Linked DNA regions of Muntiacus reevesi: region 1 is linked to region 2. A link is a contact called in public Hi-C data. All regions are on one chromosome and are shown on one strand. Each heading gives the region's core, a stretch centred on a gene start, on an enhancer-like site or on the middle of the called end of the contact. The rest is flanking DNA. Distances are from core to core; before and after follow the strand shown.

Region 1 (6,146 bases), core at 2,614-5,113, 250 kb after region 2:
GAACTTATAATATTAGAGAGGCGGGGATGGTCCTAGAATTTTTTTCTTTGAATTGGGTTGAAGTCAAGAAATTATAGGTAACAGTAAGAATTACAACTGTGATGCAAAGAAAAACTAGGAGGCAAACACCAAATGGCAGTGGCTCAGAAGGCAGAGAAGTCATTCCCAAGAGGCTACTGATGAGGACTGCAGGTAGAGACCATTACTAACTTTCATCCATCTTTCATAGCATATATACTACACACACACACACATACACTCCTTCAAGTAGGGAAACACTTTTACTTTGTACTGCATGTGAAAACAGTACAGGGGCAAAAGGAAACTGTCTTTCTTCTGGTTCACATCTACAATCTACTCTAGGAGTTCCTACAGTGGTACAGGGAAGAGAAGAGGGAAGAGAATCCTTTCAGAGTAGGAAAAGCTCTGGATTCTCAAAGATTTAGAGATCCACTAATACAACTCTTTCTTAAACAAACCCCCAGAGAGCAAACTCAACCTCTCAAAGAATATCTAAATGAGGTTACCCTACTTTAACTGGAACTTACAGCCCTAGATTGCTGCTCTCTCTCCATTTTGACTCTCAAAAGTAGAGTCAATCACACAATTACAGTGCTGCTCAAGCTTCATTTGCATACTGACCACCTGGGGACCTTGTTAAAATACAGATTCCAGTTCAGTGCGGCTGGTCAGGTGAAGCTAATGCTGCTGGTCCTACTGATCCAGGACCATCCTATGAACAGTAAGTTAGTATGAGGCTGAGTTCCTACAAAATGCATTTTCAAACTCTGGTGTTCATCAGTATTTCCCATGGGGTCTTGTTAAATTCAACCACTTGTAGTTTTAGGGTGAGGTGAGCATCTATAACAAATATCCACTAAGTGATTCTGATGTTTATCAGAGATTAAAAGCAGGAGACCTAACATACAAAGATGGAAGGGGAAGTAATTTACATCATGGACACTGTAAATGTTTTTTTATTTATGACATTTTTCACTATGTGGCAGTAAGATATCTTGAGGAAGGAGTGTGTTTTCCTAATAAGCACAAAACTCTTTCTCAAAGATTTAGAGTTTCACCAATGTAACTCTTCCTTAAAAAAATTCCGACCTCCAGGGTGCAAATTCAGCTTCTCAGAGAAGCATATCCAAATGAGGTTACCCTACTTTACCTGGAATTTACAGCCTTGATCTCTCTCCATTTTGACTCTCAAAGGTAGCATCGATCTATTTTGCCCTCTCTCATTTTGACTCTCAAAAGAGCATTTTACAGGATAAGGGCAGGTCTGTGACACCAATCCAATAGAAGTCTACTACAGACACACTATCCTGTCCAAGGACGGCAGACTGTATTTCCAAAGGAGAATAGAGATAATAATCACTCCCATGGCTACTTGTCCGCTTGTAAATAAACACCTGGGGCACTATCTTTCTTCTGTCTCCAACTAAGTAGTAACCCATGGTCCATTCCTAATTCCTACTTGTCTACCGTTATAGAGAAATCAAAGCAGAGAGTTATCAATTGTCCTGGGCTAAGAGGTACATAAGGTTGTTATCCTCAACAGTTTTCCCATGAGCCTGGAATAGCTTCGTGGTGTCCTGAAAATGTACTCTGTTGTCTTGAATTTATCACAATCCCTTCCTTTCCCTCAAGACAGCCAGGTGAACATTTTCTTTTTATCGTATTTTTATTATTAGATGGTAAGAGGTGTTGCCTGGGAATACATTTTCATGCTTCATTTCTATCTCTGGTGAAGTTAAAAGTATCCAGGGAATTTATGTACTATTGTCCGTAGCTAGAAAATAAAATTCAATAATTTGATTACATGGTTTTCACTTTTGATCAAAAGAAAAAAAAGGTATTAGCCACAGGAGGCACAGTGATATAAAGTTGCATAGCGTTTAATACACATACATTTATTTTTAAAGCCAAGTTTAAACTAAATCGAACAGTTGTTTTTGTAAGTCAAACACTAGAAGATCAATATAAAACTAACTACTATCAAAGATGCCATCTCTTTCTGTTGTTGTTTAGTCGCTATGTCACGTCCCACTCTTTGTGACCCAATGGACTGCCAGCCTCCTCTGCCCATGGGATTTCCCAGGCAAGAATAGTGGAGTGGGTTGCCATTTCCTCCTCCAGGGGATCTTCCCCATCCAGGATCAAACCGTGTCCCCTGCATTCCCAGGCACCTGGGAAGCCCATGATATTTCTTAAAACAATCCGTGGCTCTTTCTCTCTCGGAGTGTAATCTCATTACTCTAAAATTTCTGGACAGTTTCAAACGGTAAGCCTACGAAGGGGAGAAAAATATTCCTTTCAAACACTAAGCTGTAGGGAAAAAAGGCTACTTCTACCAAATCAAAGACAGTTACACTTATTTCAAACAACAGGATTGGAGCCAAACTATGATCAGCTGGAGGAAGCCAACTTCTTTAGTTGATTAACATTTTTTAAAAAAGAAAAAGATAAAGATAAGACGGGTCTGAGTCTCTTGATACAGACCATGTGAGTAGGAAAAATCTTCAATGGGCCAGACCAAGGCCATACGGTTCAACTACCTGCGACGCCCACAGGCAACCTCACCGCCAAAAAACACTTTCGGCCTTAAAGTGTGTACCGCTGGCTATGCTCCAATGACTGTATCAAAAGCTTAAGTGAGGGTTCTATTAGAAGGTGAAGAATAAGAGCAAAACAAATCTTTTGTACTGCTTTGAAAAGCAGTACTCTTCGAACCACCCCCTTGGCCCAAACTGGGCGGTTTAAGCCTGGTCCCGGGTTACACCAACAGCTTCTTCAGCAGGTCTCTAATCTCCCCTACGACAGATTCGATTCTAGGAAAGGAGGTGGGGTGGGGAAGCAGAAGTTCTGGAAACCCTTCGAATCTTCAGTGTATACAAATCCCTTCCACAGTGAGGAGGCGGGCTTAGAATCTTGTGCCCCATAAGGAGCAATATGTAAGTTTCCCCTCCCACTTGGGAGTCGGCAGCACGGCTGTGGTACGGAAGCGATACGAGCCGTTAGCCGGGTCAGCACGGCCGGGAGCCGGAGCCTCCTGCCCTCGCCACTCGCACTTCGGCATGGCCGCCAGAGCTCGCTGCCCTCCCCGCCCTCCAGGGGCCACGGACCCCACCAAGCGCGGGAAAGGAGGGACCCCAGGCACTCTGGCGGGCTGTGCCTGCGGCTGCTGACCGGCTTGGCAAGGGCTGTAGGTCTCGGCGCTCGGGGCGCCCCCGCCTCCGACCCCGCCGAGCGCACCTGCAACTCGAGTGGCCGGGCCCCCGCTGCGCCCCACAGGCGGGCCCAGGGCCGCACTCTGAGCCTCGCGGGCTGCCCATCCGAAGTGGAGCCGGATGCGCTCTGTGCGCGCGGTACACCAAGCCCTCCGGCCCGCCCAGCCCAAGCATCCCGCTGCCCTTGGTGGGGCTTCCAGAGAAGTGCGTTGGGCGCGCCTTACCTGCTTGCCCCGGTAGAAGAGGCGCTGGCACTCGGGCCGTACGTCGAACAGCGCCCACACCCGCTCGCGCAGTTCCTCAATTGTGGCTTTCCGAGACACGTCCTCAATGGTGCGCGTCTGCGAGCCGTCGATGGTGCGAACCTGGATCCACATCTCGGCGCCGGGAGAAGGGGCCGGCTCCGCTTTGTCTCCCCCTGCGCTCCGGGCGCCGCGCCCCGCCCGGCCCGCGCCGCTTCCCCAGCGGCTCTGGCTCTCAGCGGCTGGCCGGCGAGCGCGCGCACAAGGGAGGAAGACTGACCAGGCGCCGGGCCCGACAGGCGGCGGTGAATCCTAGACCGTGCGCCCACCCAACAGAGCTGGAGAGGGAAGGAAACCGAAACCAGTCGGTTGCTATTGCAGCCCCCGCCTCACAAATAGGAAGCAGCCTTGTCTGCGCTGCGCGGAGTGTTTACTTATAGAGCTCTAGCTCCCACATGGAGGTCACGGCGCCAACCCGGATCTCGCGAGATCTACGCCGGGCTCCGCCTTAAAGAGGTAGCGACTAGGGAAGTGGCTGTAGACCAGAGGGAACTAACATGGGAGGGGTGCAGGGAGGACGGGACAGAGGGGCGGGGCTGCCGAGAGCCGTTACTTGTGCCTCCGCCTGCACCTGGGCCTTGGACACGCCCTCTAGCCTTCGGGTGTCTGGCGGTTACAAGGCCGCCCACACGGGTTCCCGCTTTGGTCCCGGTTTCGCTACCCAGGGCGCCAGCGACTCCTCAGGCTTAGCGGATTCGGTTCTGTGATCTCAAAAACACACCAAAGATAAGAAATTCTGACGTGCACTTGTGTGATCAAGAAAAAGGGGAGTGCGTGCGGGTGCAGCCTAAATTTGTGAGAAATCACGTCAGGAAATGAACCCGCTCTTTGCCAGACCCTGTCAGCCACGCGGCCTGGCTGGGCCGGCCACCCAGGAAAAACCCTGGGGACCCTTCTGCTTCGCGAAGTCGTTTCCCGCCAGGCCCGAATGCTGCCTTCGCGCGGAAACCCGCATCCTGGGGTTTCCCGCCGCTGAGCTGAGGTGGCGGCCCTAGGCGGGCAGGCTAAGGGCCTGCTGGGATCGTCCTCTTCGGGCCCGCTGCGCTCGCAACCGTACCTCAGACCTCGGAAGTGTTGGTGCCGCCGCCCGGAGGGCCCTTTGTGGTTACCGATTGTGGACCTGAGTTAGAATTTGGGCTGAGGGTCATGGATAATGCTTTTAAAGGATGCAAAATTACATACCTCTGAAGAAGTCCAGAGATCCTACTAGGAATAAATATCAGAAATAGGCCCAAAGCACGTTACCTAAGACATCAAACTGCGCTTATTTCAAATAAGAAGGAAGAGAGCATATAAAGGTAGAAAAAATTATACATATGTAAAAGATTTGAACTTAATATTTGCCAAAATCCATAACTTGACTGTTCAGACTGGTGCAAACTATTAGCATAAAGGCAGAGCAGCATTTTTGTTAAAACCACTTGAAATAATTGCCAGTATGGAGAGCCAGTAATATGAAAAAAAAAAAAAAAAGATGGCCCAACAGGGGAGGGACAGAAAAAAATAGATACCTATACAGACTGGGTCTCTGCTCTTGTTGGAAATTTTACATTCGCTGTATCTTTTAGGTATAATTCATGTTGTCTCCTCCTAAGTAAAGCAAATACTGAGTATTCATTACATGTGTAACTATTAAGCACGCTTATAACCTGTCTCAATAAGGAATAGCTATTTGCTATTATAGGATATTCTATGCCATTGTGGAAGCATATTAAGACATTTTTTCCCCTAATTCTCTGCTTATAAAGCATTTACAATCCAATTGAGATAAGATTTAGAAAGCATGAAAATATTAAAGAATAATTTAGCACTAAATAGTCTGCTTTTGATTAAAGCAACAATTAGACATGAGCGACTAGAGGGACTAGAGATGAGGAACTAGAATAATCTGTGAGCTTAAAGACAGCGGTACAACTTGACCTGAATTAAATGGTATACTATAAGGAAGATGGTATTTAAATGATCAGTTCAAAGATTGAGATAGGCCTGAATTGTAAACTCAGTTTTGCTCTTTACTTAAAATATGATCTTGGAGAGACTGTTTACTTCAGTTTCTTCAATGCAAAATGGTGCTTGTGATGTCTAAAGAGTGTAGAGAGAGTTCAGCATAGTGCCTATCCCAGCTGGCACACAATCAATTATTTTTGTGCTCTTATTATGGAGACGATTTAGTTAAGTACAGAATGCCCTCAGAGGAGAGAGTGCTTAACCAAAGACTGAAGGTACGCATTTTTCAGTCCAGTAGGAATTGCATGTAAGAGAAAGTTTGACTAAACGGAGAAGAGCAGAGTGTGAAGCTTAGCATTCAAAGCAGTAGATTCTGTGGGCCCCGGGGAGAAATTAAGGTTTTTACAGGAGTTCACTGATGTGATTAAATAGGCCTTTGGAAAGACAGCAGAAGGAATGTGCAAGGATGCCTTAGGGAAAAAGTAAGTGGGGGGGCAGGGGGTGGAATGCTGTCAGAAAGCTTACTGAAGAGGTAATTGTGTCAGTTTTGGTGAAACTTGTGGCAGTGGGTGAGAGAGGAAAGGGTAGATTCTAGAGTATTCTAGAAAATCAAGCCTATCAGGCTTGCAGAATGTGCAGATATGAGGAATGAGGAAAATGCTAA
Region 2 (5,857 bases), core at 805-3,304:
ACCTGTGCTCAGACTATAACTTTCTACTAAAGTAGAAAAGTCAGTCAGCAAGCAATTACAAAGCAATGAGAAAAGCAAAGAATTCAGACTGTGCCCCAGGGACACTTAACCTACTCCTGGGTGATTAAGAGGTCTAGAAGAGAACTCAATATACCAGATTTTCGTCCTTAAATTGAAATTTTAAGTCTAAGAAATTTTAAAATTAAGTACCTGTTCCCAGTCTCTTAAAATCTGCATTCTCACAGAATGTTACTGACAACACTGGAAATGTACCTCGTAAGCATCTGTGTACTTGCAATGTTTGAAATATGTTTTTAACTTTACAAAAGCAACAGATTATAGTCCGTTAATAAAATGAAACAACTCTACTTAAATTGTACTGTCAACTTCGTAAGGGTGTTCTAATGTGCAAACTTTTCATGGCACCTTAAACTGGAAGAAAGAGGGCCTTAAAAACCCGAATTACCGTGAAATACATTCCAAAACAAAGCCTGGAGGGTTGGGAGAGGACTGGCAAGGTGGGAGAACTTGACTAAAGATCAAAAAGAACTGAGTGCTACAAAGTAAAAATGGACCTTTAAGATTTAAAGCCATTAATTTTCAACCACGACATTTTGAAAGTAGACTATTTGTAACTGTTGCCAAAGAAACAGTGAAGCTGAGTTTCCTGAGATTTAAAAAAAAAAAAAATACTGCAAATTCAAGTGGGTGAAATGGAGCAAAGTTTGGTCTGAACGTAGGTGAACCAACCCTACAAAGAAACTTCCAAGAGGTTAAGGGTGGAACGACTGCAACTTTTAACCTATACTTCCGAGGCAGCAGTTGATAAATCATCCCGCAGGGTAATTTGCCAACTGCTTTAAAAAAAAAAAAAAAAGTTTGTCCCCTCTTCTCTAGCGCGGAGGAACCAGACAAAAAACCTCCCAGGCATCGCCCACAACCAAAGCCAGACCGTGCAGACGTGCGTGGTTGCAGCTCAAGGGAAGACTGGCTCCGAGTTCACCCGGAAAGCATCCGAATCGAGCCCCGCTGGTTTCATTGGCTGAGCCCAGAGGAAAACCCCAAGCTCGAGCCGGGAGCCCCAGCCTACCTGGCTCCTTTCTTCACATTCCCACCCCGCGCCATGTGCCATGCCTAGCATTCCACGCGACCCGATTCGACTTATATTTATTAAGCACCCACTGTCTACACCGCATCACGGCAAGAAGCACTGCAGGAAGAAATGGCCCCACTCCGGAAAAACCAAAAGGACAGTCGCAGGGGCTAAGGACGAACCCAGGAGAGGGGTTAGCTGCCTGCGGAGAGGTGGTCTGGAGAGGAGCCCTCACCCTCACGTCGCGGGTCGAGATAGTCCCAGGGAAGAAATCGCCCCGAGGGGCGCGCCAGGCCCGGCCTCCCCGGAGAACGCCTCAGAGCGGGCTGGAAGGGAAAAGGTAAGGAGTCGGCATTGCCGAACCACCGCGCGCTCCTGTGCTCCACGGAGCGCGACCCCGACTCCGGTCCCCGGGAGAATGGCGAGCGCGGGGACCGAACCCCCGCGAGGGCCGAATTGGGCTGTCACTGGCTCCCGCTTCCCAGCCCTGCGACCATGGCCGGCCACTCTCTCTCAGCGTGACAGCCACAGCGTCCGCGGACCGAGCGTCTCCGGCCCGGCGTCTCCGCTCTGCCAGACGCCGGCACCCCCTGCTGCCCCGCGCGGAACGGGACAGTGCCGGGAAGACCGCCCGGGCCCCTCCCCCCACCGGCCCCATCCCCCGGACTCCGGAAAAGCGGTTACCTGGCGCGCGGGAGGGGGCGAGGACACGACCCCGACGAGGAAGATGAGAAGAAGAACGGTGGCCTCCGGCCCAGGGAGATTTGGGAAATTTGGAAGACTTGTTCCGCACTGGGTGACAGCTGTTCGCTGCGCACGCGCACCCGGCCCCAGTCGCCCGATCACTCCGCCACTCCTCACCCTCCCGTTGAGGGCTGGGAGGCAGCGGCGAAGGCGCGCGCACGGGGCTAGCCGGCTCTCCCTGCGCGAGGGCGCGCGCGCCGTCACGTGATCGCTGGGGCCCGGCACTTGGTGGGTCACGTGAACTTCCAAACAGCTTAAAGGTGCCAAGCACCTTCTTGCTTTGGCTTAATCTTTCTCACAGTTTTTAGGCTAGGCTCGCTCGCCGCCGCGCTTCGTGTTTTCTGAAGAGGAACGTGTCCCCTTCTGCCCAGAAGGGGAAGATACTTGAGTAGAAGGAAGAGACAGGTGCACAGAACCTTGCCTGGGAGCGCGTACCGGGTTCCCGCAGGGTTGGACTTGATGAAGTCCACGCGCCACACGTCGCCCAGGGCTCCGACGCGGGCCTATGGCGGTCCCCGGCGCGCAGACGTCAGAGTGGCGTTGCCATGGGTGGGGCCTCGCAATGCCCAGCGGAGCCTGGCTAGGATGTCTCGGCTTGCTGCTGGGCAGTAATGACAGTGTTTTATGACTGAGACTTCTCAGCCTCTAGACCGACATGGGAGGTCCCAAGTGGGCTAAAGGTTGCCAACCCCTTAACAAGTAACTCAAGCAAGAAGCTTGTTATTAGCCGAGAGGAGTCAAACTGTCCCGTAATTCAGTCACCTACGCGGAACTAGTCCCGCCCGGCGCAGGTGTGCTCTTGAGTTGAAGAGGCCCGAGGTGACCTCAATAGGAATAAGGACTGGAGATCACTCAAAAACATGGGATGACAGCAGTATGGCCTGAATTGTAACAGGAAGTTCAAGTGCCTCTGGACCCCTCAGAAAGTAGTTTAACTAGCTTGCTACAGCTTGTTACTTCTGAGCTATACTTCTGCCTTCCAAGGTGTCCGGAAGAACCACACAGACCTTACTTAATTAAGCCTTTGCACTACCAAAGACCAGGTGTTTTGCAAAGCTGAACAATTTTTTTTTAAACTTCCTGTAGAGACTCCAGCTGGGTCCCTTGTGGCGTTTCCCCTAACGTCTCAGCTAAGATTGGGCAGAACCTTACACTTCTGAGCACACTTGGGCTGTCTTATATGCTGTGTTTTCTACTACAATCCACTGATTTTTGCTTTTTAAAATATCTGAACAGGTGCATTTACCGCACCCTGGAAATTTTTTTCTCACCGGAAGGAGCACTGCAAAGACAGGTGAAATATGGGTGATTAAGTAAAGCTAATGGGATTATTGGGTCACCACGTTTATTTAGTCATTAAATTAGAAACAAGGCTTAGGCTCCATTACTCACCTAAGTACACATCTGAACTTCCCTAACATGTAAACTCAACTGGGATTTCTCCAACTGTGTATACTATGAGGATCACAACCTTCCTTACAAGTCAATTGTATATGCTAAAACAATAACAGTCATTTAGGGCTTACTGTGAAATTGACATTTGTTTAAAGAGCTTCACGTATGTTAACAAAATTAATCTTTATAATCATGCAGTGAATAGGTATTATCTCCTTGTTACAGATATGAAAACTGAACTGAGATTAAGAAACAGCTACTAAACACCGGGGTCCTTGGAAGTCATATGCTGCATTGGACTAGGAACCTAGTACACCAAAATTAAAAGTCTGGAAACCTGAATTCGAGTCCATTCACAATTTGCAGACAGGTAATATTGCACAAATAACATTTGTTTAACACCGTAAATCAAGTCTGCTATTTTTTTTTTTTGTTTATTTATTTATTTATTGGCTGCACTGTGCAGCATGCGAGACCTTAGTTCCCAGGGATCAAACTCAGGCCCCCTGCAGTGGAAGCACAGAGTCTTAACCACTGGACCGCCAGGGAAGTCCCAAGTCTGCTATTTTTTAACCTGAAAAATGAGGGTGACATACCAGCTTTGCTAATTTTGAGAATTTTTGAACATTAAAGAAGGTAATGTACAATGTCAAAACACTTCAAAAGCTGTAAAGCACTGTGTAAATGTACTAATATTAAGCACTTTAGTTTGGGAAATTGAATTGAGCCTACTAGAAAATCAACAGGATTCATGTCACAGAAGATAATGTTGTGTCCTTATTATACAGAAATACCTCTATTGTAAATTATAATGAAAATTAAAATTTTAGCCATATAGTAGGTTAATTTATTTAGGTGAAATTAAAAATGCCAGTTGTAATAAGATGGAGTTTGTATACTGGATACATAGGTTTTCCTTGAAGCTTATGTTATGTAAACTACTGTTCACCTCAGAGATGATACTAGTAAATTTTTAAAATATGTATAATACAACAAATAGATAAATAGATACACTACTAAATAATATAGTCTAATTTTAAATATATTGAAGTCCATTAGACTTTTGAAAATATAAAGTATTAAATAACTAATACTCATTAATGTTTCTATTTATCATTATCACATACATGTCTGTTACTTATACAGGTACAATACAAACCAACCAATAACTAGATGTTTAGATGATTTTTTTAAGTGTTACAGTGACTATGATAGTGAGTACCTAATAAAATTAGAAATCCTGGTAGCTGTTCTCTGTGTCCTGTGTTCTGAAGCTCAGATCAATTTTTCTCTTACGAGGATTATTATAGAAGTCTCCTAATGATCTCCCTACTTCCAATGCATTCTCCACCCATCCCATACCCCTGCCACCCATCTTCTGTACTGCAAGTCAAAATTATCCTCCTAAAATAAGAACTGAATTGTGATTCCACCCAACTGAAACAACCTCACTAATTTCCCATCATTATCAAAGCTTTTCAGTCTGAGTCGCAATGGCCAAAAGGAATACGGGGACCAAGGATGTGGGGATAGACACTGAAGTGAGTCAAACCTCTGTATAAGCTAAATAGTCAATCAGTTTGGATACCATTATGTCTTAATATAAGAAAGACCTAAAAAAAAAAAAAAACCTAAAATTACCACTTAAAATATTTAATTTTTCTTTTAAAATATTTGAATAAAATTGAAGTTTGGGGGAGATATGTCATTTTTTTCCCTAGGACTCCTGTGTGTGTTTCTTAAGGTGGGGTACTGGCGGAACAAATGAGGTAGTTTATGTTTTCTCTCACATCAAGGAAAATATTGGAACTTATTTTATGACATCTAATCATAACACAATAAAAAAATTAAATATTCATTTTTCCAAATAAAACTACATACCTAAACCGAAGTTGCAAACTCAGTACATATAGTTGTTAGTTTCAATCAATCCTTTTTATTATGTATTATTGTTATTATTGCTATTTGTACTGTTTTATGTTATTTGTACAGGCTTTGGATAATGATACAGCTATGAATAGGACAGAAGTGGCCTTCCTCTCATGGAACACACAAGAAAGCCAGTGAGATACCAATGTGCATCCACAAAAATGGCTAAAAATAAAAACTGACAAACACTGGTGACAGTGTGGGGGAACAGAAGCACCAATAGAAATATACATACATATGCATCAAACACATACACAGAAAGTTTTATAGCATTACCTGTGAGGCTTAAGCGGGGACCCAAGAATCTATTAGCAGTTAAGTAGAAATATAAATGTCAGTACAGTTCTACAATGGAAAACTATACAGCAATAAAAAATAAATGAATTATTGCTACCCATAACAGAATGGCTAAATCTCACAAATAAAATGGTAAGTGAAAGAAGCCAGACCCAAAAGAATACATGCTGTCTTATTCCAGCAGGTATTCTACTTTTAAGCATCCATCTAGTTTTAAATGTGTTTCTATAACATTTAAAAGTAGATAAAACTATTCTATGGTGTTAGAAGTCAAAATAATGGTTACCTTTGAGAAGAAAGGGGTGGAACAATTGGGGAGGGGAAAGGAACCTCTGGGGTGCTGCTTATGTTGTTTTTTTAGCCTGGATGATAATAATTGTATAATACATCAAGCTGTAC

Evidence for each region. Hi-C and Micro-C count contacts between places; a contact is called where the count stands out from the background.
Region 1: a contact with region 2 is called in a Hi-C map of blood, with 2.0 times the contacts expected there. The contact joins the promoter of UHRF2 here to the promoter of KDM4C in region 2. A contact is called at or near these places in 2 of 3 Hi-C or Micro-C datasets (blood and muscle).

Annotation. Positions count from the first base shown.
Region 1 is chr17:35,985,785-35,991,930 of mMunRee1.1, forward strand. It overlaps UHRF2 (ubiquitin like with PHD and ring finger domains 2), which reads right to left and starts at 3,864. Exons shown (of 16, transcript XM_065907762.1): 1 at 3,458-3,864. The coding sequence starts at 3,610. LOC136148282 (a long non-coding RNA gene) reads left to right here and starts at 3,858. Exons shown (of 2, transcript XR_010659494.1): 1 at 3,858-3,991.
Region 2 is chr17:35,733,738-35,739,594 of mMunRee1.1, forward strand. It overlaps KDM4C (lysine demethylase 4C), which reads right to left and starts at 2,055. Exons shown (of 22, transcript XM_065907905.1): 1 at 1,778-2,055.